Regions from separate parts of the Mus musculus genome. Here region 1 is linked to region 2. The links are chromatin contacts, called in public Hi-C maps. All regions are on one chromosome and are shown on one strand. The core of a region is the stretch at or near the end of the contact, and the rest is flanking DNA. Distances in the headings are between cores, read along the strand shown. Region 1 has its middle 69 kb from the start of Gm51759. Region 2 has its middle 29 kb from the start of Gm22995.

Region 1 (4,830 bases), core at 249-2,748, 280 kb before region 2:
CATATATGAAACTGAAAAGCTTCCAGTGTCTAATCCAGATCTCATGTATGGCCAAGAAGAAAGGAAAGACCATTCCAACCCAGGCAGTGACACAGGGAAATAAGGTTTAGAGAGCTCTAAAGAGGAGTGCACTGACTAGTTCTGTGTCAACCTGACACAGCTGGAGTTATCACAGAGAAAGGAGCTTCAGTTGAGGAAATGCCTCCATGAGATCCAACTGTAAGGCATTTTCTCAATTAGTGATCAAGGGGGAAAGGCCCCTTGTGGGTAGGACCATCTCTGGGCTGGTAGTCTTGGGTTTTATAAGAGAGCAAGCTGAGCAAGCCAGGAGAAGAAGCCAGTAAAGAGCATCCCTCCATGGCTTCTGCATCAGCTCCTGCTTTCTGACCTGCTTGAGTTCCAGTCCTGACTTCCTTGGTGATGAACAGCAGTATGGAAGTGTAAGCAGAATAAATACTTTCCTCCCCCAAGTGCTTCTTGGTTATGATGTTTGTGCAGGAATAGAAACCCTGACTAAGACAAGGAGGACAGGAGCAAGGGAGATAGCTCAGTTGGGAAAGTGCTCACCTCGAAAACATGCAGATAGGACTTCTGTCCCCAGACCAATGTGAAAAGAACAGCATGATATATACTTGTGGTCACAGTACTGATGACAAGGCTCAGTAGGACAAGAAGCTGAGGCTCAGTAGACAGCCAGATTTAACTATTGTGCGTTCCAGTCCAGTGTTGGCCTACCACAAAATCAAGATGAGCTGCCCAGAAATAACACTAGAGGATGACCTCTGAATACAGAGGTGCGGCAGAGGAAGAGGGTGAGAGAGTGAGAAGGACAGAGAGACAGATAGACTGACTCAAAAAACGGGGCTATATGGAAGAGACAGAGAAAATGACCTGGGTTAGATGAACAGTTTGTAGAGCACCCTGAGTCTAAGTGTGGATTATGATACTGGTGTCATAAGCCACTGGAAGTTGGGCAGTCAATCCTATAGAGGGCGACAATTCAGTGAGGGATGCAGTCCTGATTACAGCAACAGAACTCTATCATAAAAAGTAATGTCTTTTGAAAGTCCCTTTGCAAGCAAGTACCGGAAATCCAGTCAAATAAGCCCAGTCGACGAATAGGAAATTATTGGAAAGAATATTGAGTCACCTTCAGAACCCAGCAGCATGAAGGATACCCAAATCTATGCAGATTCTATTTTACTTTATTTTTCTTTTTTTACTCCATATCCTGGCTTGTCTTGATTCTCTTAGCAAATGTCCTCTGTACCTCCAAACTCCATGCCTGACCCAGATACTAATGTCTACTCAACTTTCTTAAACCTAGTTATAAATTCCTAAGAGGAAGATAGTGCTCACCCGATGAGGGCCAAGGGCCCCTGATACAATCCATGGCCGTGGTGGTTGGGTGATGGCTGCTTACTTGGGGTTCCGTTTGTGGAGAAAGGAGTGGTTCTTGGAGGAATGTGGTATCATAGATTTGGCAGGAGCGCCAGAAGTTGGTTACATAAACCTACCAGAAGTCTGCTGGTATATTTTAATCCTGAAATCCTCCCAAGGTCAGTATAATGAGGAGATGTAAATAAATAGTATGGTTCTGAATAAGAGGACCAGTTTAAGAGACGCTAGAGCAGCGGTTCTCAGCCTGTGTGGGTCGTCATCTCTTTGAGGGTCAAATGACTGTTTCAAGGGACCATCAGAAAACACAAATATTTACCTTATCATCAATAACATAGCAAATTTACGGTTATAATGTAGCAACAAAAATAGTTTTATGGCTGAGGGTAACCACACAGGAGGGACTATTGAGAAACACTGCTCTAGAGTGTCAGCCATGGGGATGGTACCTGAGGAGATCACAACTGATGTGAAAGATCTCCCAGGACAGCCTGCACTGGGTAATGTCTGAGGAATCCAGCGATCCTTTGCGGGAGTGGCTGTTCGCAGCTTCCATAAATGCCGCACGAATGCAAGCGTGGGCTGCTTTCTTCAGAGAGAAGCTGGGCGTGGAGCTTAGGAGCAGCTAAGCAAGACCTGACAGTTCCAGAACCGCGGAAGGAAATGTCTGTGCTCAAGACATTCCCAGTATTATGAATCAATCCACCAAGTATTTACCAACCGGCCTGCTTTATGCTTGGTGATATTTTGATATTGTGTTTAGTCAGGGGTCTGAGACAAAAGGGCCACCCTGGACTATTGTAGAAAGCCCCCTTGGGTTGTACATGGAGGGGAACGCCAGGATACTTTCCCAGCCTCCTCCAGCAGCTGCCCTTCTAAAACCCAGAGAAGCGCGCAGTCCCTCCCCCACCATCCTGCCTGCCTGCCAGAGTTTCCAGATTTGTTCTGCTTTGCAGTTGCGTCAAAGCCACGCTAGATCCCAATCCTCACAGAAGGCATAAATTAACATTTTATTATGTGTACTTGTTAGGGTCTCTTAAAGTAGACATGCAAATTTGAGGCTCCAGTAATAAATTAGGGCATACCCAGATTAACCGAAAATAAACTGGGTTGCCCTGGCCAAGGCCTTGGAAAGCAGGGCCCTGCCAAGCAGCCAGAGGACAGAGACTCCCCTCAACTCCTGTTCCCCAGTTGTTGACCCTGGCCTCTGGTCATTTCCTTCTCTGTATGGTACCCTGGTCCTCTCTGTGCAGACGCTAGTGGCTTTCATGAGTCCTGATGGGTTTTCTTTTTAGAACAAGGGACAGTTTCCAGTAAGCCTGTTACAGGTCCCTGGCAAGCAATAGAGAGAAAGAGCAAAAGAAAAGTTTTGAGTTTCCATCACACATGGACCAGCTATTCTGAGGCTATACTTTGATTGGTTATTCCTGTAGTGGGACTTGAATTTTGCAGCTTATAGCCTGGAAAACCTTCAGATCAGAAACTTTGAGGCTCCATTGAGCTTGGTGTGTTTTGATGTAGCAGTGGTGAGAAAGTAAGCAGATATAAAAGTAAGGGGCACCTGATGTGCCACCCACAGCCCTACCAGCATCTGTTCTATTATGGTGTTCTGCATTTTGTGGTTGTCATTGCTGTTCTTTGTTTGGTTGGTTGGTTGGTTTTTCATATTTACTAGAGAAAAGAGGAAAAGGCTGTGTGTGTGCGTGTGCATGTGCGTGTGTGTGTAACTATCTAGGGGACATGTATAGACAAGTCCATACAAATAAAGACACTGCAGTTTGGAATTGGAAAACTTCCCCAACGTTCATGGGGTAAAGGTGTAGGAATAGCGGGATGCAGAGTGGTTAGAAGGAAAGGCCCAGCAGAAAGTCTTTACATTATGATGGGGTGCTCTTAAAGGAGGCTGTGACGTCCAAATCCTTTCCTCTTTCACTCTTTGATTTTCTAGCCAGAAAATGAGCAGCTTGTACTTTAAGCAAGGTACCCATATGCTTCCTTGCCATATGTCCAAAAGAAATGGAGCTAAATAGTCATGGGCTGAAACCTCCAACATCTTGACCCCAAATAAGCCTTTTCTCTTTATAAGTTAATTACCTTAAGTATTTGATACAACAGTGGAAAGCTGGATAACACAAGAGGAGGGCCTTAGAGAAGTGATGCTGTGTGGCTATTTCCTCCTAATTAAAACATTTTCTTCTAGAAGAAGGCTCCTTAAGACTTAGGTAAGAAAAGCGTATGTCTAAGGAAGTTCCTGAAACTCACAGGATCCCTAAAGCCTCTCTCCAGTCTTATAAAAGTAGTAAAAATTCAGGAAAGAGGAGATGCCCATGTGTCTTGCTGGGAGTTCTCGAAATGTCTCCCGTTTGTCATTGTTCACACTAAGGGGAGGCTTTTGATAATGCCTTTCAGTCATCAATGCCCCCATCCGGAGCTCCCTCTCTATGATTCTGTGAGCAACTTCAATAAATTACTGGTTTCCTAAACCATGCTTGAGTGGAATCATTCCTTCTGTCTATCATCCCTGTGTGGAGTGAATTCCCATGTGTTCCCACCTCCCCAGGATAAGTCGCACTACGGCTGGTCCACAAGAATTCATGATGGAAGGGAAATTTTAGTTGTAATACTGTGAGCAGGAAAGCTGAAATCCAGGGGCCTAGTGCTGGACTGTAATGCACAACACTTGAGGGGATCCTATTGGAACTCCCCTACCACAAGAAGTACCTTGGAAACCACCTTCATGTGGGTTCTAGGCTAAGAGACTATATCATCTCCCTCATCCAGGAGTTCTGTCTCCAGGTGACTTTTACCTGGCACTCCCCTAAAGTGAACAAACTCTCTTAGTGTGCTCAAGGTCAGATTCATATTCATAGCAACTACTCGGAGGTCTCAATGCTCAGATGCTATCTCATTGTCAAATATTCCCCTCCAAAACACCTGCTTCTTCACCTCTCACCTCCCTCCTTCTGAGTCTCCTTAGCCTCCCTACTTCCTCTCTCTCTCCTTATTTCAGTCAGTTCTTAGCATCTCGTTTCACCTTCCAGCTCCATAGAGAGCTATGCGTGGTTCTTGCCTTCCCCCAGTGGCATTTAAAGTGTTTCTTGGTGCAAAACATCCTATTCATTGCCATAGAAACAGGGAACTCAGTGTGGAAGAAAAAAAGGGGAGAAAGGAGTCTGACACTCTGCAGCTATTCAATTCTGTTATTTTGCCCAAATCCATAAATGGCAACATACCAGGAGATACCCAAAAGCCAACCCGCTGTTAGAACAAGCGAAGGAAGGGCTTCTTGTTCCTGGGAGAGTTTACCCAGGTTTTAAAGCAGGAAAGAAGAGGCTAGAGTGCAGGGAGGGTTTGTCCTCCCCCAATCCCTCTCAGTGTCACTGGCTATAAAATGAAGTTATTGTCACCTTCTCACTGGGGTCACAGGAGGAT
Region 2 (4,856 bases), core at 2,089-4,588:
AGGAGCCTCACATAACTGTCATCAGAGAGGCTTCACCCAACAACTAATGGAAACAGGTGTAGAGATCCATAGCCAAACATCAGGCTGGGCATGGGGAATCCTGAGGAAGAACAGGCTTAAGGATCATAGGAGCTAAAGGGATCAAGGACACCACAAGAAAACTGGGCCTATGGAGGCTCAATGAAACTAAACTGCCAGCCAGGGAGCATGTAGTGGATTGGCCTAGGTAGGCCCACTGCACATAGGTAGCAGTTGTGTTGCTTGGTCTTCATGTAGGACAGGGGCTGTCTCTGACTCTGTTTCCTGTCTTTGGGATTCTTTCCCCTGCCGGGCTGCCTAGGCTATCCTCAATGGGAGGTGTGCATAGTCTTAGTGAAAGCTGCTATGACAAGGCTGGTTGATGTCCATGGGAGGCCTCCCTGTTTCTGAAGAGAAAGAGAGGAGGAGTGGATGGGGTGGGGGAGGAAGGTATGTGGGACTGGGAGGAGAGGACAGATGGGAAACTGCAGTTAGGATATAAAGTAAATCAATTAAAATTTTAAAATAATTTTTAAAAAACTTCATGTAAATGTTTAAAATAAATTATGTGGCTCTCTTTTAACTAACACAGATACAGTGCATATAATATTAAACAAACAAAAATAGTATGTAAAATAGCAGGTATAACCATTTTTACTATGTCTGCCCCAATTCCCAAATAATGGCAAGGGGCTTGTCTAATTGTGAGCTAATGTCTAGGTCCCCAGCTGCACTTTTTCTCTGACGTTAGAGCTCGTAACTCAATGGATCCATTCACAGTATTCAGTGTCTTCCTGACTCCTTCCCTGAGTTTCTTTCTCTGTCAGACGTGCCAGCTTCTAGTCTACCCTTTCCTATAGACCATAGGATTTTTTTTTTTTTTATTGACAGGTGATGCTTTCACACAGGCAGAAGAGATTATTTGTTGTGGTATATTTTATGACACTATGAACCTCAAGATTGTGTCATTTGCTGAAAAAAAAAAAACAGTTTCTAGGGATAGGGTGGCTCAGCCCTTAGCCCTTAGCACACACATTTGACCCCTCTAGCTGGAATATAGACACAGCCTTAGTATATACTTTTTACTCCAAGCAATAAATTTAAAGTTAGTTGGTGGAAGGAAGCACCTATGTTTGAAAGTGATGTTTCATTGAGTGGCAGACAAAGTGACAAATCAGAGAAAGATTTCGCAGAACAGGATACGCCCAACTCTCATGATGAGAAGAGAAAGGGAAGGGAAGTGACAAGATGGAGCAGCACCGGGAAAGAGAGAGGAATGAGGCAGCTTTTCCAGGACAGTGGAGCAGAGACAGGATGGAGAGTCAGAACAAGCTAGACACAAGTGAAGGCAGAACAAGCCAGAGAATGAGAAAGAGTCCAAAGATTAGAGCATGTTGCCAAAGGTAGTATGAGGCCATGTAGAGCTATTCAGAGGCGGCTGAAAGAGAAGCCAGATTGGACAAGTCCGCTTGGAGAGGAGTTTTGAGCCAGAAAAGATGAAGATGAGTTCAAACAGCCATCCAGAGATCAGAAAGAACTAGGAAGGGATGAGCTTAGCAAGTCTCAGAGGCTGAAAACAGTCTAGTCCTCGATTAGATTGTACAGAGGCTAGAAGCTTCCAGGATTAGGCCCTGGTTAGCAGACGGGAGCAGTTATCAATGGAGACTACAATTACAACAGAAGAATAAAAAAAATACTTTTACAATTAATCCCTACAGGCAGGTACACACTGATCCGAATAACTACGTGTGGTGCCCATGTGCACATGAAGAGACAGAGGCTTGGAGAGATGTCAGCTGCCTGGCATGCTGACTACCACAAAGATCACAGCATAACAGAACAGCAGACATTGAGCCCCTCACAGATCCTGAGGCAAGAAGTTGGAAATAAAGATTTCAGAGGAGAGATTCTTCCTAGAAGCAATGAAGAAAAACGCATTTGCTGCCTCTCTGCTTACCCTGGGGATAAAATCCCTACTGCAAGGACTATAATAATTTTAAAAATGGAAAACAAGAGTGAGCCACACATCTGTGTACTTTGCTCATGGAATTATAAGCTGATGAGGCTACCGTGGAACCGGTTTGCCATATCTTATAAATATGTGATCATCATGTGATCTTGCAGTTAGTCTGGTAGGTATACACCCAAAAGAACTGAAAACATGTCCGCACAGGAAAAAAAATGTATGCTTGTGTTCTCAGTGGTTCTGTATGACGACTGGCGATCCTTGGCCTTCCCTGGCTTGTGGCCGAATCACTCTAGTCTTGTTTCTGTTTCTATCACCCTGTCTTCTGTACCATCTCTTCTCTCACATACTATTTGGTATAGGCCCAGTGGAATCAAGGATTCTCTCCCTTGACATTGCTAATCTATCCTGAAGACCCTTTTTCTGAATAGCTGCCCTCGGGTCTCCAGTGGATATGTACCATCCCCTGGGCTCTAGATTCACACTCACACATCTCAGTGGTTATGTCTGAGAGCTATGATAGTTGTTTCACATGGTTTATTATATTTTCAAATGATCAGTGCATATTCTTTTCCCCAGAGCAAAGAGTAGATACATTTTTACTAAATAGATTACTCAGGGGTTTAAAAAAAAAAAGGACATTTTTCAAGCACTATTAGGAAAATGTCATTTGGTAGAGTCTTTGCTGGTTATTTGACAACTTAATCATGAAGATATTTTTACTCTTGCACAAATATGCATATCCAGTGGCACCTATTGTAGTATTGTTTGTGAGGGCAAAAAATGTGAAAAATGATTATTTCTGAGATCTGTTTGCCCCTCTACAGTTTCCTTGTGGACCTAATGAAAAGTAGACATAGACCTGTGTTCTGTAACCTCTGAAAAGAAGGAAGGATCCAGGTTGTCGCAGATCGGTAGTGACTAGAAATCAAAATACGTTCATTGCACGATAAATGCAACAAGCTAAAAAACGGTCGTTGTAATGTGATGTCTTTTAAAATTAATGTTTTTATATACACAAGGAAAAATCCCAAAGCAAAAGATGTAAGCAGTAATTAATTTTGAGCGATGGAATTGTAGAATTGTCTTTTCTTGCTTTTTGCATCTTTACACTGTAGGAACATTTTACAACGAACATCTATTATTTCTATTATAAAGGGGAAAACAATGAAGTTTTTTTTTAAGAACGGAAAAAAAAAGAGAGAGAAAGAATGAAAAATCCCATAGAGAGTGGCATTGTTCCAGGCTGGGTCTCGGGCCAAGATTCCGACTCTGCCGCACAGCAGTGGACAGGACCTCCCTCCGCTGGAGCCTGTGAATAGCTTGATTGACATTCTCTACCCAGACCGGGCTTTCATGCATCTGGCACGGCTCAGCTGGGAACCCCCTTGAAATTTCCAGGCAGGGGCCTCTTGGCTGTGTGTGTGGTACTGACCATCTCTTCGTTTTCTGTTCAGTCACAGAGCCAAGAATGTTCCTGCTATGGAACCAAACTCTGCTCCTCTCGTTACTTCCTTCTTGTTTGGCCTTCAGGAGGCTACTTAGCCTCTGCAGGCTGCCCAACTCAGGCCCAGTTTCTGAAATGGAGTTCAGAAGCACATTACATCCCTTCAGCAACACTGAAGCATCTTGGGTCCCAATAAATGTCAAACAAAACCCCCATCACACCTACCACATCTTATCCCACTCTGTCCACATTCCCTGCTGACAGGCGATGGCGACATGGCTCTCAATGAGTACTTTGTCATCCCTTTTCCAACATATAAGCAATCAAACAGAAGATTGTTGTTGTTGTTGTTATCAAGATAACAAAACTGCTGAGTTTGATTTCTTACTAATCCCGTCTCCAGGAGTGCAGCGGTTCCAAAGCTTGCCAGAAAGGTCCAGACAGAATAAATCAAACCACCAGCAACAACAACCTGTTTTGCAGCCCGTCTAACTTGTCAATGTTCCAGAGCTGATTTGTATCCATTAAAAAAAGTGTTCATATTATGTGAGGGCAGAAGAGGTGCCCACCCTACTGCCAAACCTTCCCATTCAAGACTGCTCTTTATTTTATTTGAATTTGATCACATTTTTCATGAAAACTATCATCCTGATCATGGTACCTCTGAGGCTAGTTTCAATCCTGGATTTCTCCAAGCTGAGCATGTCCACCATCCACCCTTGTCATTGTTAGAGGTTGATGTTGACTTAGCTAATAAATAGAGCCCCTCCCCCCCTATCGACTACCTTCTCTAGAATACTAATCCTTTGCATTTACATCAGGAAACTCATTGGTGACCTGCTAGAAACCATTTCCCTCTATTTCTTTTAGAGTTTTTGTTTTGTTTTGTTTGTTTTTGTTTGTTTTGGTTTTAGTGCATTATATTGATTTTTTAAAATGATGTCTAGATAGATTGTAGTAGCTGTCTCTTTCATTTCAGGACTATACAAGAAGTATTATCTGGCAGTGGTGGTTCATACCTTTAATCCCAGCACAGGAGGTTGAGGAAGGGGAATCTCTGAGTCCAAGGTCAGCTTGGTCCACAAAGTTCCAGAGCTACACAGTGAAACCCTGTTTTGTATCTGTCCTCCCCCACCCCCGACAAAAGCATTATAAATTATTTATGATTAAGTAGAAGGCACGACAGTCTGAGAAACAGCCTAGGAACTCATAAATATTTTCACTTGCAGCAGAGATTCTGGAAGGGAACATGTCTCATCTGATGTCAAGTAGCTTCGGCAATTGCTTTCACTTGCACACCAGCAACCCTAACAAGAGTGCAAGTATCTCACTCTACTTATTACTGTGGGATCACAGGCATTCAGGACAGAGCAGGCAACACCGGTCCCTCTGGAGCCAGAGTCTGAGAGGCAGCAAGGTCCAGGA

What was found. Hi-C and Micro-C count contacts between places; a contact is called where the count stands out from the background.
Region 1: a Hi-C map of uterus shows a contact between it and region 2, with 2.8 times the contacts expected there. The contact joins two enhancer-like sites. A contact is called at or near these places in 3 of 15 datasets of contacts at CTCF or cohesin (the NIH/3T3 cell line, large pre-B cells and pro-B cells), 12 of 484 Hi-C or Micro-C datasets (the N1E-115 cell line, bone marrow-derived macrophages, cardiomyocytes and 7 more), 4 of 115 datasets of contacts at active chromatin or transcription factors (astrocytes, bone marrow-derived dendritic cells, large pre-B cells and 1 more) and 1 of 9 other capture datasets (liver).

The regions. Positions count from the first base shown.
Region 1 is chr10:14,193,624-14,198,453 of GRCm38.p6, reverse strand. No RefSeq gene overlaps it. Among named protein-coding and RNA genes, the nearest start is that of Gm51759, 69 kb to the right of the region's middle. Within about 2 kb of position 1,498, at least 47 of the 459 cell types and tissues checked have an H3K27ac peak or open chromatin away from gene starts, as enhancers often do. A contact at or near this core is called in cortical glia and uterus, where this site is marked.
Region 2 is chr10:13,915,628-13,920,483 of GRCm38.p6, reverse strand. No RefSeq gene overlaps it. Among named protein-coding and RNA genes, the nearest start is that of Gm22995, 29 kb to the right of the region's middle. Within about 2 kb of position 3,338, at least 51 of the 459 cell types and tissues checked have an H3K27ac peak or open chromatin away from gene starts, as enhancers often do. A contact at or near this core is called in cortical glia and uterus, where this site is marked.